Regions from separate parts of the Sus scrofa genome. Here all the other regions are linked to region 3. A link is a contact called in public Hi-C and promoter capture Hi-C data. All regions are on one chromosome and are shown on one strand. The core of a region is the stretch at or near the end of the contact, and the rest is flanking DNA. Distances in the headings are between cores, read along the strand shown.

The links. Promoter capture Hi-C pulls out the DNA fragments that hold promoters and counts their contacts. Hi-C and Micro-C count contacts between places; a contact is called where the count stands out from the background.
Region 1: a Hi-C map of liver shows a contact between it and region 3, with 6 times the contacts expected there. The contact joins the promoter of MBD6 here to the promoter of ATP5B in region 3. A contact is called at or near these places in 1 of 5 promoter capture datasets (fetal liver) and 1 of 47 Hi-C or Micro-C datasets (liver).
Region 2: a promoter capture Hi-C map of fetal liver shows a contact between it and region 3, with 4 times the contacts expected there. The contact joins the promoter of ARHGAP9 here to the promoter of ATP5B in region 3. A contact is called at or near these places in 1 of 5 promoter capture datasets (fetal liver) and 1 of 2 datasets of contacts at active chromatin or transcription factors (alveolar macrophages).

Annotation. Positions count from the first base shown.
Region 1 is chr5:22,788,500-22,791,735 of Sscrofa11.1, forward strand. MBD6 (methyl-CpG-binding domain protein 6) reads left to right here and starts at 1,721. Exons shown (of 14, transcript XM_013997655.2): 1 at 1,721-3,236. It also overlaps a transcript of DDIT3 not described here.
Region 2 is chr5:22,760,690-22,763,937 of Sscrofa11.1, forward strand. It overlaps ARHGAP9 (rho GTPase-activating protein 9), which reads right to left and starts at 1,490. Exons shown (of 18, transcript XM_021091869.1): 1 at 1,130-1,490. It overlaps MARS (methionine--tRNA ligase, cytoplasmic), which reads left to right. Exons shown (of 22, transcript XM_021091867.1): 2 at 195-697; 3 at 1,530-1,620; 4 at 1,767-1,845; 5 at 1,929-2,063; 6 at 2,668-2,743. The coding sequence starts at 442.
Region 3 is chr5:21,990,707-21,993,881 of Sscrofa11.1, forward strand. It overlaps ATP5B (ATP synthase subunit beta, mitochondrial), which reads right to left and starts at 1,687. Exons shown (of 10, transcript XM_001929410.5): 1 at 1,449-1,687; 2 at 818-1,000; 3 at 405-579. The coding sequence starts at 1,677.

The DNA.
Region 1 (3,236 bases), core at 471-2,970, 800 kb after region 3:
TCACCTCCGAAAGGGAATCCCTGACCACTCAGGTAAACTGTATTCTCCTCTCTGAGCATTCTCTACCCCTCCATGCCTTAGCTTTTCCCGTGGCACTTACATATTTGCTTACTGTATGCCTTTTCCTACTGCAATGGAAGCTCTGGGAGAGCAGAGAATTTTTTTTTTTTTCTTTTGTCCATGGATGTATGCTGAGCCTCACACTGCATGGCACATAGGAGGTGCTGGTTAAATATTTGTTAGGAATGAATGGTGCATTCTCCCCTGTCCCTCATAGGGATAAGGAGGATGAAGCCCAGAGGCAGAGCAGCAGCTGCCTATCCCTGGGGACTGTAGACGCAATACCGTCCTGAGTGTTTCTCTGCAGGGCTGTCCTCCCTGGGGAACCCTCCTTGCCTTCCAGTGTGTGGGACATAGCTTTCATCAGCAGTGGAGCCGCAGGCCAGAGGGCTGCAGAGCCGAGCAGGGGGCTAGCTAGCCTGATGCAATGGTTACACAGAGATTAGTTGGAGACAGGACACGGGGAAGGAGGCATAGACCAATCCCAGGGGAAGGACAATTCATTGGGGAGACCCCAAATGGCTTTCCTCACTTAAAAGATCCGGGATGCTCTCTTGTGCAGGAGACCCAGGGAGCTCTGAGGAAAGGGAAAACCCATCTCCGCTCCCGGTTCATGGGCACCCCTCTTCCCAAAGGCTTGTGTCAGCCTCTTTAAGATTCTGTCCTCTGCAAGGGCGCGGAAAAAATGTCCTGTGGAGGGTCCAGAAGCCCCAGCTACTGACGTGGCTATGCTGGCCCCGAGACGCTGCGGCTGAGACAGGATTGGGGGTGGGGAAGGGGCAGGGCCGATGGTGGCAAAGCCGGTTAGCTACGGTCACCAGGCTTCTCGGCGCGGGGGTGTGTCCTGTTGCTCGGCCTCATACCGGACAGGCCTAACGAGGAGGCTTGGGGTCAGCAACCGGAGAAAATACATCTCCCGAGGGCCCCTTCACCGACCAACAGAGAGCACGGTCTGTGCTCCGGACATAGGTGGGATAATACTGTCTTGCCAAGGAAGAGAGTCCGTAAGCACCATTTCCGAATAAAAGATTCCCCTCACTCCACCGGACAGTCACCTCACCGCTTTGCAGAGGGGGTGGGGCCACATCCCAAAGAGCGGATGCCCTAACCTGGAGAGGACAACTGGTGTTCGCGAGGATGGGAGAGTAAAAAAATAGGGAATCAGTACTCGCCTCTCTCCTCAGGTTCCGGCTCTGATTTTGGCTCTGTCGCTGCCACCGGCTCATCTTCAACATGATATTCTCTAAGCCTTAGACTCAAGCCTCTGACCTCCGCAGCGCAGAGCTGGGATCTTTTAACAGGGCCTTGCCCTCCCCTCTGGGGCGGATCCAGAAGCCTACCAATCAGAAAGCGGCACGCTGGCGTTGGCCCCGCCTCATCCCCTACATCCGCCACTCAGGAGCTCCTCGGCCCCGCCCCCATCACCTCCTCCCGCTTGGGGGTCGACTTCGTGTTGGACCCGGAAGTGGCTTTGGGTCACGAGGCTTCGCGGAGGAGGTGAGTGAGTCATGCGCGCGCGCGGAGGGGAGAGCTGGAGGGGGGAGGGGAGGAAAGGGGGGCGGGGATGATGCAATGTTTGGCAACCGGTGTCTGCGCGCGCACGCGCGCAAGGGACTGAGAGGGTAGTGGGAGGTGCGGGGGGTGGGGGTGCGGGGAAGAGGCGAGAGGGCGGGGCGCCAGCTCCCGGCACCCAACGGCCCCAACGGTTTTCAACCCGTCACCCCTAAGCTGCGGTGTGAAATCTCTCTGCAGCTTGTCTCTCTCTAGAGCTCATGTTCCACCCACCTGACATTAGCCCCCGTTCTATTTCCTCCATAAGGGACTCCCATTTTCCTCGCTTACCACCCTCTCCCAGCTAATGGACAGAAGGTCTTTTAAACATCCTTCCTTTGAAAATTTGCATCCATCAAGATTGTTTGCATCCTCTCCAGTTTTCTTAAAGGGGTCTTTTCTTTTAGCCCCCTGATTTCTTCCAAAGAGGCTGAAGAACTTGAATCCCCTTGGTGGTCATTTTCAGTTCCTCCCCTCTGAAGAGCACCCTTAGACGTTTATCTTTGCAAAGTTTCTGATGAGCCCTCAGCAAGCCAGAATTCATGTTCATTGCCGGGTGGACCGGATTCTGTCCCCCCCCCCCCCCACGTGGTGCTCTGGTGCCCTTCACCCAAGCCTGGGCCCGCCCTTTTCAGTGTACCACACCTGCAAGTCCTGTGACTCCCTGCTGTGAGGAGCCGGGCCCAGGCCTCCTGACTTCTAGGTGGGCTACAGTAGAGCCTTGTTGCCTGGAACACTGCTTGCACGTGAGCACACTACTGCTATGGAGTGGATTGTCAGGAGCCCAGATTCTAGCTTCAGCGGTCCTTCACTTGTCCATGAATCCTAGGGCAGCCACCTAATCTCTCTGTGCCTCGCCGTTCTGGTTCTCAAATACAAGATAATGAATTGTGAAAGTAAAATGAAAGACTTACGAACTTGGAGGCAGCTTGAACAAAAATGAAAAGCACCATGCAAAATTCAAAGTATTTTTCCAGTGCCATTAGGTAGAAAACATAGGCCATGTGGTGTCCTGTTACATATCCTCATACCCTCATGGGGGCAGCCAGAGTTTGTCCTAAGTAGAAACTGTCATAAGACCGCTTGTCGCTAGATAGCAGGTATAGGTGGTAGCGTGACGGTGACAAGTCCTTGGCCAGGCCTGCACCATTGCTCTAGACCTCCATTTCTCCTTCTGTAAGTGGAGGCGGGGGTGGATTGGACCAGATGGTCTCTCCTGGTCCAAAGACATGACCAGGTCGTCAGTGACAGGCAGAGGTCATGTGACTTGACAGGCCGGGGTCGTGTTGTGACATGTTGACCTGGGGAGGCGGGTCAAGTCTCAGCACACTACCCGGGAAGCCTTTGGGGCGGGGCAGGGCAAGTCGCGACTTTCATCTTTTGGGGCCAGCTCCTCCCGGACCTGGCATTCCTGGTTCCCCTAACAGATTGCGGCTTCGGAAGGGGCCCCTCCCCGAGGAGGGCTGGGATTGGCCACCAGTGGCCTGGGAAGAGGCTCGGATCCTTCCGCGGAGGGCGGGGGGCCGCGTGGGGTGTTTGTTCTCTTGGGGATTAATGGGGGGTTGTGGGGGAGGGGTAGGCGCGCTCCCGCATGCGCACTGCGACCCCTCCTGTTGGCTCGTCGT
Region 2 (3,248 bases), core at 240-2,739, 770 kb after region 3:
TCTGCTTTCTTACTCCCCAGCAATCTGAACTTTTTCCTACACAGACTCATTTCCCTTTAATGTTAGCACCTGGCTGTATACGCGCTTCAGACTGGTATGAAATAAATATATAATTGTCACATTCTTTTTTACTAATAGGATACCTACACTAATTTTCATTATGTCACTAAAATACGCTTATCTATCAATTCCAGAACTCTCTTATGAGCTCGAATCGAGAGTGGGCCATTGCGAGTAGCCGCAGTCTTGACGTCGCCACTTCAGCGAGATAACTGTACCCCTCGGTATCCTTCACCGCTCTCGGGAGGCGTTAGAGGATTACAAGCCGGATCCCACACATAAAGGTCCTTTCTGGCCCTCCCATCAAAAAGATGCCACTCTGGCACTGCGTTTACGGCCTCTTCGTCTCTATGGCACTCTTTTCCTGTTTCCTAGTGTTGTATGATGGGAGAAATAGTCTACTTCCGGAACCCAGGCCCGGGGAACAGCTTTAGTCGGAACTCCATTTCCCGGCGTGCCGCGCGGCAATCGCTTATCCCTCTGGCGGGAGACCGGTTCCGGTTGCATCAGCGTGGGACCCACGGCGAAATGAGATTGTTCGTGAGCGAGGGCGCCCCGGGGAGCCTGCCTGTGCTAGCTGCGGCCGGGAGGGCCCAGGGCAGAGTGGAGCTGCTCATCAGCACTGTAGGCCCCGAAGGTAGACGGGCTGGTGCTGGTGGGCGGTGGATGAGGAGGGCGGGACGCGAACACGCCCGACACCCACCCTACAGTTGTCTTTTACCACCCCCCATCCCCCCACCATGCACTCCCGTCAGATTTCTCCCGCAATGTCCTTGGGCACCCCATCCCGTTTCCCTCCCAGTCACATCTTTCATCGGTTACCTAATTCTCCTCAGTGTCCCCTTCCCTCATCTTTTGCCTCCCCTTCTTCGTTTCCCAGGACCTCGCCTTACTTCAGTGAAACTCTTTCCCTTTATTAACCTCCCACACCTACCCGGCACTCCCCCCCGACCCCACACACACTCGCTAGTCACTCACATGACAATTCCCCAGGCACCCCTTTCCTTTGTTCTTAGGAAACCCCACTCGCCTCTCCTAAACCCAGACACACATATTCCCTTCGGTTTACCTCTTCTCATTCCCAGCCATCTGTTTGACTCTTAAGAGGTTCTCTTGTCCATCCTCCCAGTTCTCTTAATTTTGTTCTTCCAGTGTAGCTCAGATCTCTCAGATATCCTAGTTACTTTCAGTTGTTTCAGTTCTTGGCTGCAGCACTACCCCAATACCACCGCCTCCCGTCTGCAACTCCCATCTGTTGTTTCCAGCTGGCAGTCTCAGCTGAACACCTGCTGGTCTCTCCAGCGTATTCTGGACCCACCCCCTTTCAGTGGTCCTATCCTGGAACCTCTCCTTGAGACGGCCCATCTTTCTTCCCCCAGGCCCCCAACACTGTGAAGTTGTCCTTCTAAGTTGACAGAGTATTTGTTTTCTTTTCCCTGTATTTCACCCATTTTCCTGTTCTGCATCAGAGTGTGTGGTTCCATTCCTGACTCGGCCTAAGGTCCCTGTCTTGCAACTGGATAGTGGCAACTACCTCTTCTCCGCCAGTGCAATCTGTCGGTCAGTATTGGTCCTTGATTCAGGGAGGTGGCTGAATAAAATCAGGGATTATTGTCCTCTGTGGCCTTATTTACAATCACTGTTTCACTAGGGGGTGAGAAACAGGCCCCTCTCATTCTACCTTCTGTTGCTCTCTCCCTGGTTAGATACTTCTTTCTGTTGTCTGGGTGGGAGCAAGATGACCTCACCAACCAGTGGCTGGAATGGGAAGCAACAGAGCTGCAGGTAAGACTGAGATGTGGGGGAATCACAGGCAGGCAGGCCATTGCTTTGCATGGCCATCCTGACTTGTGTCTCCCGCATTTTAGCCAGCTTTGTCCGCTGCCCTGTACTATTTAGTGGTCCAGGGGAAGAAGGGGGAAGATGTTCTTGGCCCAGTCCGGAGAGCCCTGACTCATATTGACCACAGCCTGAGTCGTCGGAGCTGTCCTTTCCTGGCTGGGGTGAGTTGGGCCTTGAGATGGGGATTGGGGAAAGCTGTGTGGTATGAGAGTTAGGAAAGAACACTGTATTCAGAGTTCCGACCCCCAAACTGCCTCTCAACTAGCAGTGTAACCTTTAAAACTCACTACACTTGGAAGTTCCCGTTGTGGCTCAGTGATAGCAAGCCCGACTAGTATCAATGAGGATGCAAGTTTGATCCCTGGTCCCGCTCAGTAGGTTAAGGACCCGGCGTTGCCAGGAGCTGTGGTGTAGGGCACAGATGCTGCTCAGATCCCACATTGCTGTGGCTGTGGCGTAGGCTGGCGGATATAGTTCTAACTTGGGATCTTCTACATGCTGCAGGAGTGGCCCTAAAAGACAAAAAAAACAAAAAAAAGAGCAGCAACAAAGAGACCTCAATAAATTCAAACCTTCAGTTTTTCATCTTTGAAAGGGGGTAATATTAGCATTCACTTCAGTGGGTTGTGAAGACTGAGATAATTAAAATATGCTTAATACGGTGCTTGATACCTTGTAAGTGTGTAGCAAATGTATGAAATGTGACATTCATTGGGAAGAAACTGAGTGCCTCACCTGCCTCTTTCTTTGCTTTTCTCAACAAAGGAGACAGAATCTTTAGCTGACATTGTTTTGTGGGGAGCGCTGTACCCGTTACTCCAAGACCCAGCCTACCTTCCTGGTGAGAACTGCCCATTGCTTCACCCCTAGCTCCAACACCAGGAGCTTGGTGTAGGGGTAACAGAGTGGGTAGGTGAATAATGAGGAACCAGTTTGAGGTGTAGCTTGATGGGCAGCTATAGCAGAAAGAGGGCTGAGGGAACTGGGAAAGCCAGCTGGAGAAACTTCATGAAGAAGAGGCTGGAGTTCTCATTGTGGCTTAGTGGTAACAAACTGGACTAGTATCTATAAGGACGAGGGTTTGATCCCCTGCCCCACTCAGTGGGTTAAGGATCTGGCGTTGCCGCCAGCTGCCATGTAGCTCAAAGACTAGGCTTGGATCTGGTGTTGTTGTGGCTGTGGTGTAGCCCGGCTGATTCGATCCCTAGCCTGGGAACTTCCATATGCCTTGGGTGTGGCCCTAAAAAACCAAAAAAAAAAAAAAAAAAAAAAAAAAAGAAGGGGTTGGGCCACCCTCCCATCTTCCCATGTTAGGTCTTGCTGATTGCCTCTTTTCTCCCCTGCCC
Region 3 (3,175 bases), core at 437-2,936:
GCTCTAGACAAATTAGCCCAACATTCTGCAATAAAGGGGATTTCATTATCTCAGGAAGCAATAATCCCATTCCCTATCAACTTTAATAGTCATAAGGCTTTCCTTTTACACAGTCCTAACCTAACACCACTTCTTCATATGCCAATATGAAATAAATGCCACTGATATTAAAATGAACTGAAATGATCAACTTGCCCCCCAAGTAGCAGTTTGGGTTTGTTTTTTTTTTTCACTTTTCTTTTACAATCAGAATTTCTACAACCTTAATTTTCTTCAGAAGAAACTGCACTGACTGTGTATTCTCTGCAAGAAAATTCCACTGTACTAGAGGGTGTCACTTGATGTACAGAACTGCTAGGAAAAGCAGTTTCTTTGTGTGCAGATGGAACAAGAGGGATACTTACTGTTTGGTTTTGATGGGACCTCTCTCATCAATAGGTTCTCCAATGACATTCATGATTCTGCCCAAGGTCTCAGGCCCAACAGGAATTTTGATTGGTGCACCAGAATCTAGGACTTTCTGGCCTCTAACCAGGCCTTCTGTACCATCCATGGCAATGGTCCTTACAGTACTCTCACCTGTCAGACAGACATTGCAAGATTATACATAAAGACAAATTGACTTCATATTTAATGAAAAACAGCTGGCATCAAACACCTAAGTCAACCAAGACTCCTTCTCAGTATCTAAATGTGGCTTCAGGAAACTCAGAAGAACGAAAGTCATCTTGATAAAATCATCACAGAAGGAAGACAGCCTGGTTTTTTGGGATAATTGCATCGAAGACCTTCATTATTCTTAACATGTTGTACTTACCCAAATGCTGGGCCACCTCCAAAACCAGCCTGGTCTCCCTGCCTTGCACTTCCAGGGCATTTAGGATGGGTGGCAGTCCTTCATCAAACTGGACATCCACCACTGCACCAATGACTGCCACGATTCGCCCAGTGGCGGCGCCTGCCTTTGGCGATGGAGATGGTTGAGTGGCATAGTCTCTGGCTAACAGAAAAAAAAAAAAAAGATATTGGAAGATGATAGGGTCAGGACAGTTAAAGGTCAGAAGGACTGGTGAATTGAGCCCAGGCCCGGCCTCCTTCCGTTTACACGGAAGGCGGGTCTAAAGGGAGGGCCCCGCTAGAACAGAGAAAGTGCCTGCACCATCTTGCCATTCTCATGCACAAAATCTCATTATTTGAGAGGTCGGTGTCCGCACTGCACCGGAAGGTCAATGCACCTGCCTGCACTTTTCGTTCACACAACGCCCCTCTTCCAAAATGTGACTGAACTATATCATTTTTGTTCTCCTGCAGTTTAGAGGACAAGGCAGGGGATCGGGCGTTTTCTTGCACCACAGACCCTTAGGCCCGAGAGTCTATCTCCCCCCCACCCCCAGCTCAAGGTCATGAGGCGACAGAAACGAAACCAGCTCCGAATGCAAGGCACTTACCAGGCTGGAGCGCTGCCGGAGCGGCCCGCAGTAAGAGCTGGGCTTGGGGTAGCGGCGCTGAAGGGCTGAGTCCCCGCAAGGCCCCAGAGGCCGAGGCAGAGGCCACACGACCCACAAAGCCCAACATGGCGGAGCCCGGGTAGAGACTGAGCGCTGCAGCAGTCTGGCCGCCAACTCCCCGCAGTTGGGGGCGGGGCCTACTCTGCAGTAGGCACGTCCGTTGGATCATCTTGCTGCTTATCACTCTCAGCATCGCTCCTATAGGCTAATAATCTCTCTTCATCTCAATCATTGGCCAAAATTGGTGCTAATCTGAATTCCTTTTTTTTATTGGACAGTGTCCGGTTGAGTGCAACCCTCAGAGCCTCCAAATGCAATTGGACAACAGGTATGTCAGTTGGAAAGATTACTTGGCGGAACTGCGTTTGGGGAAGGGGCCGAGTTCCTGTGAGGAAGCACGTGGGCTGTCTTTGGCTGTCCTTGGGCTCTCTCCTTAGATAGGACCTTGAGCTAGGTGACAGCCTCCCGCAAGGTTAGGGAAGTGGTAGCGTCGTAAAGCACCACAAACAATGACCTTGGCTAACGCAGGAGTCAAACACAGTTTTTATTTGCAGTAGTGACATTGGAAGCTTTCAGACAACTCAGCAGTTGAGGAATCTGGACAGAATTAAGGCTACAATGAAATTAATGTAACCAGTCGTATAAAAAATATATGCTAGACATTCAGAAGGCAAAGATAAGACTTAGGATTTCACTTTTAAAGAAAAACATTTGGAGGAACTTCCCGTCGTGGCGCAGCGGAAATGAATCCGACTAGGAACCATGAGGTTGAGGGTTTGATCCCTGGCCTCACTCAGTGGGTTAAGGATCCGGCGTTGCAGTGACCTGTGGTGTAGGTTGCAGACGCGGCTTGGAACCCGCGTTGCTGTGGCTCTGGCGTAGGCTGGCGGCTACAGCTCCGATTAGACCCCTAGCCTGAGAACCTCCATATGCCGCGGGAGCGGCCCAAGAAAAGACAAAAAAAAAAAAAAAAAAGGAAAAGAAAAAAAAGGAAAAACATTTGAACAAAAAATGCAATAAGGAGTACCTGTGGCGGCTCAGCGGTAACCAACCTGACTAGGAACCATGAGGTTGAGGGTTTGATCCCTGGCCTCGCCCATTGGGTTAAGGATCTGGCGTTGCCGTGAGCTGTGTTGTAAGTCACAGATGCAGCTTGGATCCTGCGTTGCTGTGGCTCTGGCATAGGCCGGTGGCTACAGCTCTGATTAGACCTCTAGCCTTGGAACCTCCATATGCCACAGGAGCAGCCCTAGAAAAGGCAAAAAGACAAAAAACTAAAACAAACAAACCCAGCTCTGATTAGACCCCTAGCCTGGGAACCTCCATATGTCACAGGTTCGGCCCTAAAAAGACAAAAGACAAAATAAAATTAGGATAATTTCACGTTGTCTCAAAAATTAAGTACATTAAAATATAAAAGAAGCATTCAGAACAGTGCCTTTTGACTTAGTGCTAAGATCCTTTCGTTTAAGAGTTCCTGCTGTGGGTCAGCGGTAATGAACCCGACTAGTAACCGTGAAGATGTGAGTTTGATCCCTGGTCTCACTCAAGCATTGATGTCAGCTGCAGCTCCAATTCAACCCCTCGCCTGGGAACTTCCATATTTTGCAGGTGCGGCCCTAAACAAAAATAATAATTATTAAAAATAATGATAATTATTATCTCCG